Regions from separate parts of the Pan troglodytes genome. Here region 1 is linked to region 2. The links are chromatin contacts, called in public HiChIP or PLAC-seq maps. All regions are on one chromosome and are shown on one strand. The core of a region is the stretch at or near the end of the contact, and the rest is flanking DNA. Distances in the headings are between cores, read along the strand shown.

What was found. HiChIP or PLAC-seq counts read pairs in DNA pulled down with a chosen protein or histone mark.
Region 1: an H3K4me3 HiChIP or PLAC-seq map of stem cell-derived excitatory neurons shows a contact between it and region 2, with 3 times the contacts expected there. The contact joins the promoter of FAM111A here to the promoter of GLYATL2 in region 2. A contact is called at or near these places in 2 of 7 Hi-C or Micro-C datasets (blood and stem cell-derived neural progenitor cells) and 1 of 1 datasets of contacts at active chromatin or transcription factors (stem cell-derived excitatory neurons).

Annotation. Positions count from the first base shown.
Region 1 is chr9:61,368,015-61,374,393 of NHGRI_mPanTro3-v2.0_pri, forward strand. FAM111A (FAM111 trypsin like peptidase A) reads left to right here and starts at 4,986. Exons shown (of 6, transcript XM_063784068.1): 1 at 4,986-5,323; 2 at 5,460-5,681; 3 at 5,874-6,072.
Region 2 is chr9:61,176,046-61,182,696 of NHGRI_mPanTro3-v2.0_pri, forward strand. GLYATL2 (glycine-N-acyltransferase like 2) reads right to left here and starts at 4,344. Exons shown (of 7, transcript XM_016920934.4): 1 at 3,774-4,344.

The sequences.
Region 1 (6,379 bases), core at 3,736-6,235, 190 kb after region 2:
TTCCTGCTAGTAGTTGAGTAATTTGGTAATATTTATCCAAAACCTAAAAATCATGCACAATCATCTAGACAAGTATACATCAAAACAGAGTAACATGGTAGTAGTAAGAGAAGTAACAATGGCAAAGGCGCCATACCATTTCCGGAGCGTTCGTGCCAGGTACATCTCCACGACCATCCCATAGGCTACCTCATTTAGGCTCATGCCCTCTATGAGACAGTATTAGCAGGGGCATGTTCTTTACATGCAATGACAGAACCAGGACAGAGGCAAACAGAAAGACGCAGTGGCTTTCAGGGTCGAGCTCAGCACAGTGTTAATTCTGTCTATATTCTACTTCCCAAAGCCCAACATTGATGGGGTGGAGAGCAACTGCAAAGGCACCTGGCAACCGGTGTGTGTACAGGGAAGGGGGAAGATCTGAGAACAATTTTCCACACTCGGCGACTGGTTCTTCCAATTCTCCAAGTACTTCAAACTAGATTAAACAGCAAACGTGTATTTAATATAGAATGTGTGTGCATTTTAATATATTGGATAGGCTATGAGACGTGACCTGGAAAAGCACTAGGCTTAGATACAATATTGCATTAAACTGCTCTGGGTCCATGAATGTGAGAATCATATTCATTCACCTCTGTTCCCCAATGTCCAGTACAATACCTGACACAAAGTAGGAATTAACACATCTCTTAAATGAATAAAACCATGTGGAAATGATATTATTTGTGTACCTCTTCTGTCTTCCCTATTTGAGGGCAGGGGTCAACATTTTACCCTTCATAGAATGTGGCACCGGATCTTGTAAATTGCCACCCAAAATTTATACCTTGAATAGATGATTGGATTAATGAAAAAGCATTATAGTAGGAAGAAGTAAGCCACCGTGCCTTTTTGCAGTTAGATCTGAGAGGCAGCCATCATTCAATAGAATAAGTTTGGCTTCTAGTTTCAGATGGGAGTACAAATCCTCATAAGGATGTTTCTGCACAATTATTTGCTAAAGCTTTTTGTGAAATGGCGAAGATAATCTCACCTTCCCCACAGGGTTATTGAGAGTATTAAATGAAACAGACACATGTAAATGCCAAGCTCAGAGAGGAACTCAAAGCAGTACAGCAGCAGAGGTCATTTCCCTCTACACACTCCCTGCTGCTTCCGTGGGCAGACATAAGTGTTAGCCAGGCCAGTGAAAGCAGTTAAGCAGCCAAGTTGGACTTTGCCAAGGGATCCCACACCACCACCACCCCTTTTAAAGGTTACTACAAAAGTAATCTTAAGAAAGTTTTATATATAATAACTGTGATATTTTTAACTTGATTGCACATCTTGATTTATCAAACAGGTATTGATTTTCAGTGCTTTCAATGATTAAGAATAAGTTAGGGCAACAAAAAAGAAAATCTGTGTATAATATGATGAACCTGGAATTTTTGGTTTCATACGTGTGTGTATATATATATATATTTATGTATATATATATACACACATATATATACACACACAGAGCAGTAATGGCTTTTAAAATAAATTCAAATAATGATAGAAAACAAAACATCTTCATGCATGGTGTAATCTTTTTCCTACAAGAAGGCCTTGTTTTAAAAATGTGCATAAGGTTATGCTTTTGCATATTTTATATAATTTCTTAAAGGTATGTTATCAAATTAATGTTTTCCAGCCAGGGTATCATATTTAAGGGTGATAGTAAATACTCCAAACACACCAGCTGTCACAAAATAATTATGCCTATGTCTATTATTGTTATCTGTTTCTCATAAAATTAATCATAAATGATATGAATTATTGATTAAAATTACTGTTTATAGACTATAAACCTATGAAAAGCCACAAGAGCAGTATTTTTACATATTTTTCAAGAATTCAGATAACAGTGTAACCTTTGATTATAATAACAGAATTCATTTCTGTAGCAGAATTACAAATACAGCAATTATAAATATAAATGATACTCCGTTAAGTCCATCCTGCTTTTAACTGTGCAACTATCTACAGCCAGAGGCAGGAATAAAAAAGTGTGTATACGTGTGGAAGAAAATTCACTCCATGCTGTTTTTGACCTTGCGTGTAAAAAATAATTCATTACTATCAAAAGAGGCATTTTCCCAAATAAAAACAAACAAGGAAACAAAAACACAGGGGAAAAAAAAAAAAAAAACTACTTACTGACTGTGACTTAAGTGTGGAGGAAAAAACCCTTTGCAGCTAATGTTGGCAAAAGTGTGTCCCCCGTAGATTTAGTCTAAGAATTAAGAAACTGGCCGGGCGCGGTGGTTCATACCTGTAATCCTAGCACTTTGGGAGGCCAAGGTAGGCGGGCTGCCTGAGTTCAGGAGTTTGAGACCAGCCTGGGGAACATGGCAAAATCCTGTAGTCCCAGCTACTCAAGTGGCTGAGGCATGAGAATCGCTTGAACCTGGGAGATGGAGGTTTCAGTAAGCCAAGATCATGCCACTTCACTCCAGCCTGGGTGACACAGTGAGACTCTGTCTCTAAAAAAAAAAAAAAAAAAAAGAAAAAAGAAAAAAATAGCCTGTTTAATGAAGCATTGACAAGGAACCCAGGCTATGATTATAGAATAGGAACTTCATAGTAATTGTAAGAACTCTGGTTCTTAGAAGACAAAAGTTAAATTTAATAAATAAGTTTAATGGCCAAAATATCTTTTTAAAACTTGTTTGTAGTCTTTAGAATGTGAATTTTATTTGGTTTAGATCTTACTAAGCTATATTTTGTAACTGAAATTAATACTTCATTTTTGCCTGAAATTAGTAGAAAAAACAACAGCTAAAGTTTGCTACAGATAAATAAATGTCAATATTAGACTTTTTTTCTTTTGAAAAGGTAGGGAACTTTAATTAGTAATATAAGTTAAGAAAATGACAAAGATGTCAGATAATGAAGAAAAAATGTGACAGTAATCTTTCATCCAAAAAAAGGTTATGTTCCTATTGTCTAAAGCCAAAATATATTTCATTGCAAATATATATAAAGTTTAAGAATTGTTATTTTAGGCCCTTTCCGCAATAAGCCAACACATAACTTATCATGCCATAAATGTTTTTAAAAGAAATATGATTAAAATTATACAAAACGACATAAAAATTTCAGAAAGAATGTTGATAAATATCTTGGTACATAGTAGATTTAGTTGCACAGATATTAGGTGGTACAAGTTTTATATCTTCTATAATAATAACTTTTTATTATCTCCTTGTGCACTAATATTTCCATATATCAAAGTCATTTGAATAACCTTTCTAGTAAATCTCAACTTTGTAGATTGAAAACTTTTTTAAAAACTTTATTTAAGTTTAGTGGTACATGTGCAGGTCTGCTATATAGATAAACTCATGTCATGGGGGTTTGATGTACAGATTATTTCACCACCAAGGCATTAAGCCTAGTACCCATTAGTTGTTTTTCCCGATCCTCTCCCTTCTTCCATCCACCACCCTCCGATAGGCCCCAGCGTCTGTTGTTCCCCTCTGTGTGTCCATGTGTTCTCATCATTTAGCTCCCACGTATAAGTGATAATATGCAGTATTTGATTTCTGTTCCTGCATTAGTTTGCCAAGAATAATGGCCTCTAGCTCCATCCATGTCCCTGTATAGGACATGATCTCCTTATTTTTTATGGCTGTGTAGTATTCAATGGTATACTGAGTTTTCTTTATCCAGCCTACCACTGATAGGCATTTAGGTTGATTCTTTGCTATTGTGAACAGTGCTGCAAGGAACATACGTGTTCGTGTGTCTTTATGAAAGAATGATTTATATTCCTTTGGGTACATACCCAGTCATGGGATTGCTGGGTTGAATGGTAGTTCTGTTTTTAAGTCTTTCAGGAATTGCCACACTGTTTTCCACAATGGTTGAACTAATTTACACTCCCACCTAGTATATAACCCTTCCTTTTGGAAACAAATTTTATCAGTATATTCAATTCTGAACACCCATGTTTTAGAAAATGTTAAGCCTATTGTCCTTTAATCACTATTTGCTTACACATTAAAATGTAAAACAGGCAAAAGAGAAAGAAGGAAGAAAGGAGGGAGGGAGGGAGAAAAGTGAGAAAGAAAGAAAGATAAAAGAAAAAAGAAAGAAGAAAGAAAGAAAGAAGAAAGAAAGAGAAAAAAGAAAGAGGAAGAAAGGAAGGAAGGAATGAAGAAGAAAAGAAAAAAGAGAAAGAAGGAAAGAAAAAGAAAAAGGAAAGAGAGAGAGAAAGAAAGAAAGAGAGAGAGAGAAGGAAAGAAAGAAAGAAAGAGAGAGAAAGAAAGAGAGATAAAGAAAGAAAGAAAGAAAGAGAAAAGAAAATTTTCTCCAGAGTAGAATTATTGGCTGCTATTGTTTGGATGCTGGGTACTAGCTGTGATTACCCTTTGTGAATGTAGGAATGCACAGATTCCAAAAGTGAGTCGCATAGAAAAAGTCAGCATTCAAATATGTTTTAAGGTTACTCTATCCAAACCCCAAAGAAACCACAGAAGATGAAGCAGTAATTTTAGCTTCTCTTGGTGTATTGTACATGCATTTAAGGCCAGTTCCTTCCTTCAAATTCCCATGTGTTTTGTAGTTACCAACACACCTTTCAACCCTATCTGTTTATATACATCATATAGTCCTCTGTCAATTGCATAAAAGTTGTCCCCTTTGTGACTGTAATCGCCTTTTCCAATACACATCTACTCAGAATGCAGGTCCTTAAACAGCAGGCTGCCTTGAAAACCCTCTCCAATCTTCTTTGATCATCAGCTTTGAGATGCATATTCCTAGAGGCCATATCATCTTCTTCATCACTATCATAAACGTCTCCACATATTGATGAACGTTTGGAGAATCGATTTATGACAAGGGAGTTTACTCTTCCTGCATCCGCGGCTTCTTCGTGATTTTGTCCTAGTCACCGGGCCTATCCCACCTGCTGGGGATGCCGCCCCCTCGGAAGTGCCTGAAATCTCCCCACTTACCCAACTAGCCTCAGCGCCTCCTGTGTGCTGCAGCAGATGGCGCGCTGCAGACCCCAGCCTGGTGCCTCCGCGACTCCTCCCCAACCATGATTTACAGGCGGGGACAGCCACATTCCTGCGCCCCGACTTCCACCTCCGCTTCCCGCGCGCGCGAGACTCAAGCTGCCACAGTGGCTCTGCCGCCAGCGTCCCAGCTCCTCCCACACCCGAGTTTTTATTTCCTGCTCCCTCTCCAGCCCGGCCCAGGCCAGCCTACCGGCGACTAGGATGCTTTCGCTTTCGCTCTCGCTTTCCAATACTCGGGACTGGGGAAACCGGGAGAATAGAAGCAGGCAAGGACCGCCGTGGGCATGGGGTCAGTGAGACAGGGTCCTGCTCGCGGCGTCAAGGAGGAGTGCTGCGGGTGGGTAGGGTAGGCGCGCCCCCTCGGCCTTGCCTTTCCAACCACTCTTTTTTGCACGCCAACAGGTGTCCCCAGCGCAGCCAATCGGCTTCCGAAGTAGGTGAGTTGCTGCCTGAAGAGAAAAGACAAACTCCAGTATCTTTCATTCCATTGGCCAGACGCGCCATTCCCCAAGTGAGTTCTGTTCTCCAACCAAAGTGCTGGATTCCAAGGGACTGGAAGGGAAAGTCCCTAAAAATCACGAGTTCAGGCGTCTGAGACTTGGTGGGAACGGACCTTCCTCTTAGGTGAGTTACTCTTTGGTTCTGGGGCTGACCTGGAGTTTTGCCAGGGTTCATTGGCCGCAGCAGGATGCTGGTGGGGACAGGGTAAATAAAATCTGCACTCCTGCGGGCTTTTATTGTTGAAAGGGGCACTGACGCTCTCCCTGGAAACGTAAAAAGAACAGCCAAGTGAACGGATGTGTCTTTCTTTTGCAGTGCCCAAGCCTGTTCTAATTTTTAAAAACTGATGTCTATTAAGACCCAATGTTAACTTTATGAAAATGGTTCCTAAGGAGAGTGACATCTCTGTGTCCGAATTCTGTGTGCAGCAAACATCATCTCAAGTGCGTTTTCCCAACTACGCTTCTTTCCAGGATAAAATACTCTAAGTGACAAATGTTGAGTACATTATCAGGTATGTTCATTATTGTGAGAACTGAAGCCATCTACACTCACATAGCTTGCCAACTACATTAACCTGACTTCTTATTCCATTATTTTCATCAACAAACATTTACTATTTCAAGAAACTTTTGCCAGGGACCGGAAAGTTGCAAATATCTTTATTGCTTAATCCAGTATCTTCTTCAAAGATCCAACCACTCTTCAATGGAAAACATCAAAGAACAGTTTACATTCTAAGACTTTGAACCTTTACCTCAAAATCCTAGCCTTGTTTTATCTACCAATCCTAAACTGTTACCCGTAGCTGACTCAATTCT
Region 2 (6,651 bases), core at 3,094-5,593:
GTATCAAAACAGGATCTCTACCGATGGAGCTCAGCGATATGTGTTTTGACCAGCTCACAATAAGATTTTCATGCATCATACATTTTGCTTGAGTTTCTCAGGTAGTTTTGTTGATGTCCGGATTTGTTAAAAGCTGCAGATTACTGGGCCTCACCCCAGACCTATTGAACTTAAATATATTTGGGTTCCCAGAATCCCCATTAAAACAAACAAACAAACAAACAAACAAAACACCTATCCAAGTGATACGGTTGAACTTTAAAGTAAAGAGAATCACAAACTGGCAGATCTCTTTAATTTATACTTAGGGAATGGAGACTTCCCCCACCCCCACCAAGAGGGAAAGGAATTTGCTCAAGGTCTCCCTGCAAGATCCTAAGAAAACGTGAAGCTCTAAGGTTAAAATCCTACCTGACACCCTTTCCCTCCCCCAACTAGTCCTGTGACCTCTAGCAAATTATCCTGTCCTAATCTGTGAAATGGGATCAACAGTCACACCTACCTCAACGGGTGACTGTGAATATCAAAAGAGACCAAAATGAGTCAACTACCAAGCACTGCCCCACTGGAGGTAGACATCGAACTAAATCTTGATCACTCTATCCCCCATTCATCTCTGAGTACCACTGTATGAGGATGGAAGTGAAGTCACCCAGCCACATGTTGGTCCCAAACCATGTAAACCTCCACACGCAGCTCAGTGAATATTTCTTTACTTGAAGAGTAAAGACTCCAGACTCCTTGGAGCCTCTGGAGTCTGGAGGTGGATGTTACCATCCCCATGAGTGCATTGTCTTCCTAAGATAGGATGGACTACGGGGTCTATATGGGAAGTGTTAGCTGCCAGTACTTCAAGGCTGGTTCCTAAGCTGTTGCTGGAGGCTTAGAGACCCCGTTTCAGCTATCTATCAATAGGGGCAGATTGTTAGCAGGAGTGAGTGAGGTGAGCCCACTATGAACCCACAGGAGGACAGGAAAAAAACCATCTCATCTAAGCTTTCACATACCCCATTGCAAGCTCCATTATGTGGTGCCCAGGCCCTTATGTCTAACACATCCCCAGAAGCCAATTCTCCTCAGTCCTTCCTGCCACTTCTGCCATTGTACATCCAGACAGTTCCACTCTTTTCTTCTGTCAAACTCCTACTCATCTCTCATCCATCAAGTCCAAATATAAATCTCATTCTCTGTGATATACTCCCAAGGTAGAGGCAGTGGTGCCTTCCTCTATATTCCCAGAACATGTTGTTTGCAACTCTAAATACAGACATCAGCCTACTGTTAGAGTTTAGAAGCATCTTTTAGGGGTTCATGAAGGAATCCCTTTCCATAAACACTGGCCTTACTCCCTAACTTCACCAGACCTGGCCTTAGTGCTTGATCCATTCCCACCTCACCCGACCATGTGAGGGCTTTTCTTCTTTATGGGTTTGACTACCACAAAATGACCCAACGACCAGTTACTTGGCCAAAAGTATTCTCATCACATTTATAATAAAATCCAGCCAACAAGATGCTTTGTGCCAAGGGAATGTTCTTTTTCAGGGCAAACACTCTGTCCTCAGGGATGCTGGACAACTTCCACAGCCCCATGTAAGCATTAGCTGAAAGTGAGGCTTCCTTGGTGGCTCAACAGATTCCCTGAGCATCCCTACCCTGTCACTGATATCAAATTTCAGTGGATTGCATCCAAGCTCTCAGATCATAGCTGCAAAAGGAAAATCAAAGCTAGAGCTCTGCTCTGGACCTATAGCTCTAGGTAGTTAGTTTCTCTGTGAGGGTCACTTTTATACTTAAGGAAGAAATGGAAGATTGGTACTAAAAATGACATCAGGTTACTTATTCCAATTGTGTGGTTCAGCTGTTACTCCAATGATGAGCAAATAAAGAGGAATTAGAAGCATAGCTATTCCTAGGCTCAAGGAGCAGGGAAGCTCTGGAATTGGTGTACAGCAGTGCCGCTTGGAGTACCATTACAAAGGGATAAGAGTGGTTCAATGGGAGGTAAAATACAGGGCACCTAAGACACAGGGAATCTGGGAAACAAGGCAGGCTTTTGTATTTATCATTTGCCATGATCTCTCTCTGTGAACTTTCTTCTCCCTTTTAATTTTCCCTGTACTTTAATTATATTTCTCAGGCCTGGTGCAGTGGCTCATATCTGTAACCACAGCACATTGGAAGGCTGAGGCAAGCAGAGCACCTGAGGTCAGGAGTTCGACCCCAGACTTGCCAACATGGTGAAACTCCATCTCTATTAAAAATACAGAAAGTATCCGGGCGTGGTGACAGGCACTTGTAATACCAGCTGCTCAGGAGGCTGAGGCATGAGAATCACTTAAACCCAGGAGGTTGAGCTTACAGTGAACTGAGATTGTAACACTGCACTCCAGCCTGGGCAATAGAACAAGACTCTGTCTCAAAAAATAAAATAAAATAAAATAATTCTCAGTTAATGGCCAACATTACCATCATAAGTCCTAGTTTCCCTCTCTTTCTCCTTTTGTGTGTCTTTTATTTTGATCTATGCTCTTCTCTCCCAAGTTCAGCCTCTTGCCCCTTCTTAAGGCTCTCTGGGCATTCACCCACATGTGTTGAGTGTCCACTTCTCTCCTTATTTTTCAGTTGGAATGGATTAGTATCTCCAAGTCAACATATCAAAAGTAGAATTACTGACACACTCATCACTCCTGGCACACACAGCATCTCCTTCCTCAGACTTCCCCATATCACTTAATGCAGACTTTATCTTTCTAGTTGCTCAAGTCAAAAGCCCAAGAATCATCATTGAGCTCTCTTTTTCTCTTATTTATGGAAAACCCCATTCACAAGCCAATTCCATGGGCTCGCCCTTCAAAATAAATGTGGAATTCAGCATTTTCTAACACCTCCACCATTACCGTCTGAGGCTGGGCTCCGACATCTTTGCAATCCTGGGATATACTCTTAGCCACCTTCTCCCTTCCACACCTCCTATTGTCCTCCTAGAGTTTGTCCCCAACACAGCTGCCAGAGAGATTTTTAAAAATATGTCAGGTTATATTACTCCTTGCTACAAATCCTCCATTTAAAATAAATTTCATATTTATAACAAAATCCAGACTTCTTCATATGGCTGACCAGGTGCTTTATGCTAATGGAATGTGCAGATGCTCCTCCCTAAGGAGCACTTTTTTCCAGGGAAAATTCTCTATCTCCAGTGATGTCAGAAACTTTCGACAATACTATTCTCTACCACCTCTTGCTTTTCACAGCTTTTTTCCTCCAGATTCTACAATGAAAAGAAGATCAAGTCTCCTTGTGCAATGATTTACTCTCCGATGCATATTAGTGCCAGTCATGTGCACTGCTTTCAGATGATTTAAGAATAACAGCGATTTGAGAAAGCTGTCTTTACGTTTTCTCTTCCCTTTTTCTGTTTGATATTATTTTTACAATTACACTTCTAAAGTTTGCTCTTTCCAAACACCACAAGACCCATGTAATTTAAGCAGTGATTTCAGGAGTCTCTGTGTATTTTACATTAAGTTCAGAAACATGCTCATGATTCCACCAAAACTATCAACTTTTACATAAACATCTGTCCTTCTATGAGTTACAAAATAATTTTCACCATCATCTATTAATCCACCATCTTCTCCCCTTCTTTGACCAACTTCTCAAAAATAACACTCAATACTGAAGGCATCTCCTTCTATTCATGTTCTTAGACAGTAAGACGTTCTGTTCTTAAACAGTAAGATGTTTTCTCAAGCCCCATGCAAAGCACTTACTTGATTATCACTTTGGAGATACCCAACTCTGGAGTCTTCATCCGAAGGGTAAAGTTCCACACCCAGTAATACGCCTCCTGGGAAACAGGCCTAAATACTCTTCATCTGAGGGGTAAAGTTCTGCACCCAGTAATGCGCGTCCTGGGAAATAGGCCTAAGCAGTGCTGGCCCCTTCCTCGTCCAGGCTGGCATTGTCTGTGTTCGCCAGCCCCTCCACGAAGTTGGATCATTTGCGGAGCAGGCCAAGTCTCTCTAGACCTCACGCAGACGCGGGTGCAGCCTGCTCTGCGACTTGCAGTCAGCTGGAAGCTGGGCCTCTGCATCATCAGGGTGGAGCTCTCTCTGCTGCTGCCGCTGGATCGCGCCTGGATGCACGTCCCGCCACCGCCGCCGACCCACCAGCGGCAGAAGGGCAGCAATGGCCACACACCGAATCACCTTGGCGGGCTATTCCCCTTGCAGCTCTCCTCAGCGCGCTGCTCCCACTCGCAATCAAAAGGCGGAAAAAGCGCGAAACCGCCAGGCATCTCCCATACCCACCCGGCTGCCGCGCAACCCCTCCTTGGCTTCCACTGGGAGACAGGGGACGCCGATGAGCAGGAAGAAGCAGGGCAGTGACTGCTTAGTTTATCCTGGTACGCGGGAACTGGCTGTGGACCGAGTGGTTCGGGGGAGGGGATCGCTGGGACCGGGATGGGTCATCTGGACAAATAGGGAGGGTGGGCGGGTGGGCGCGCAGTCCCCTCGGCCTGGCCGTCTGACCCGCCCGCGCGCGCGTGCGCCCAGGCGTGCACTCTCATCCCTTTTCCTCTCTTCAATCACTGTCTGGAGTGATGCGAATTAGCTTCCAAAGTGGATGAGAGGATGAATCATTTCCATCCAATGAGAGAAAACAGCCTCCAGAGACTCTTCGTCCATTGGCCAGCGAGAGTGTCAATTCCCAGGCTCCCTCCCGCGCGCCAGCCTGCTCTTCCAGGCGGGAAAAGTTCAGCTTAGACAGGCAAGAGAGAAGTCTTCCCAACACCTGCGAATCGGGAGCAGCGGGCACTAGCACGTGCACTGCCTGGTCAGGCTCGCCGGTTCTTTGAGTGGTTTTTCTGGTCCTGGGTCGGACCCGGAGTTAGGTGGATGGCCGGCAGGGGCAGTAGACAGAAGGATCTCAGCCCAAAACCAAGGAGGTTTTGGATGGGGAGCTGGGCCCCGCCCGTTGTGGTAATTCCCTTCCTGCCTCTCAGCTTCAAAGGCCAAGAGTTTTACTCCTGAAAAGATACATGGAGATCGTCTGGGTGTTCCTGAATCTCAAGAGTGTCGTTTGACCCTGGTGGATCCTTTCCTTCCCTGGTGCCCTTTGCACCCATAGAATGAGACCAGGTTCGGTTAAGCAAGAGCAGAAACTTTATTCACTGATCAGGGAATGGAATAGGAGAGCTCCTGTTCAAAGTTCCTGGGGTGTAGTGAGGGGGTGCTTTTTAAGGTCTTTTAGGAGTCCTAGGTGGAGACTGAGGACAAGGATTCCTGGAAAGAGGTGGGGCTTTCCAGGAAGACCTGAATGTGGCAGTCTCATTCTTTCTGTTGCACCACAGCACTACATGTGCCTAGCAAGGTGCATTTCTCCCCGGGGCAGAGATTTAGGTATGGTAATTAGCAAAGATTCATGTTAGGGTAGCGCTGCTGAGCTCTTTCCCATCTTGTAGCACGGTGGTTACTGACATCCAGCCTTTGTTTCTGTAAGCAAGCACAGCTGCAAGCACAGGTTACCTTCATAGGTTCTGGAGTTTTAGGAAAGCATTGAGGTCATTCTGTGGCCACATAGACGGTTGTTTAAACAACGCGGTGCTCATTTGTGGCGGGGGTTGTGGGATGAGGCAGGTAAAAGTGCAGATTCCATAGCTACACCCCGACATACTGAATCAGAGTCTGTGAAGGTGGGATGTGGAATCCTTTTTTAAAAAGCTCAGAGGAGCCAATTCACAGGAACAATAAAAGGTTGATCGGAGCCAAACTCCTTAATTTAGAAATGAGGAAATGGGGATCCCTAACAGAGGTACAGGGAGAGGGTTGGAGGAAAGTTACACCATAATAGTTTTAGGGTGGTTCTTTCCTGGCCTTGGGAAGTTTTCTCAGCCGGGGCTCTGATCAGTACACAGTTGAATGCTTTAGGGGAACCCTCTTCATATATCCTGAGTTTTCTGTCTCTCTCTCTCTGCCTCTGCAGGTCTCCCGCCAGGTTTGTGGCCTGTGATCTCTTGTCACCTTGGTCTCTCAGCTTTGTCTTCTGAAATCTGGACTTCCAATTGTCTTTGTCTTGCTGCCCTTCCTTGCGACACTGGCCTGGAATCCCTCAAGGTAGTCTGCTGGAGTGGAATTTAGGACGCATCTCAGTTGTCACCATCTTTAATTGCATGATGTCTAGTTCCTTGCAAACCATTATTTCATGTATTTCGCTCTTTTTTGTTTTGTTTTGTTTTGTTTTCAGGCTAGGGGAAAATCCAGTCCCTGTTACTCCATTTTGGCCAGAAATTCAAGGTAATGACTTTTAATGTTCCTGACTACTAGTTCTATCATCTCTCTCCCTTCTGGATCTGTCTCTATTCACTGATGTTTCTAGTCATTGTGGGTCATATTTTTTCCACGTTTTAAATACTTCCTGATTTTTGACTAGATATCAAGCTTTGTTAATTTCACAACTTTGGGTGCCAAAAATTTTTACATTCCTATCAATATTCTTGAGCTTTGTTCCAGTACGTTGTTATTTTACATGGAAACCATTTCATACTTTCAAAGCTTGCATTTATTTGTTAGGTGGGACCAGAACAAGGGCTAATGTTGTCCCACTATGGAAGCAATACTTTCTGAGTAGTCTCCCTGATACTTTATG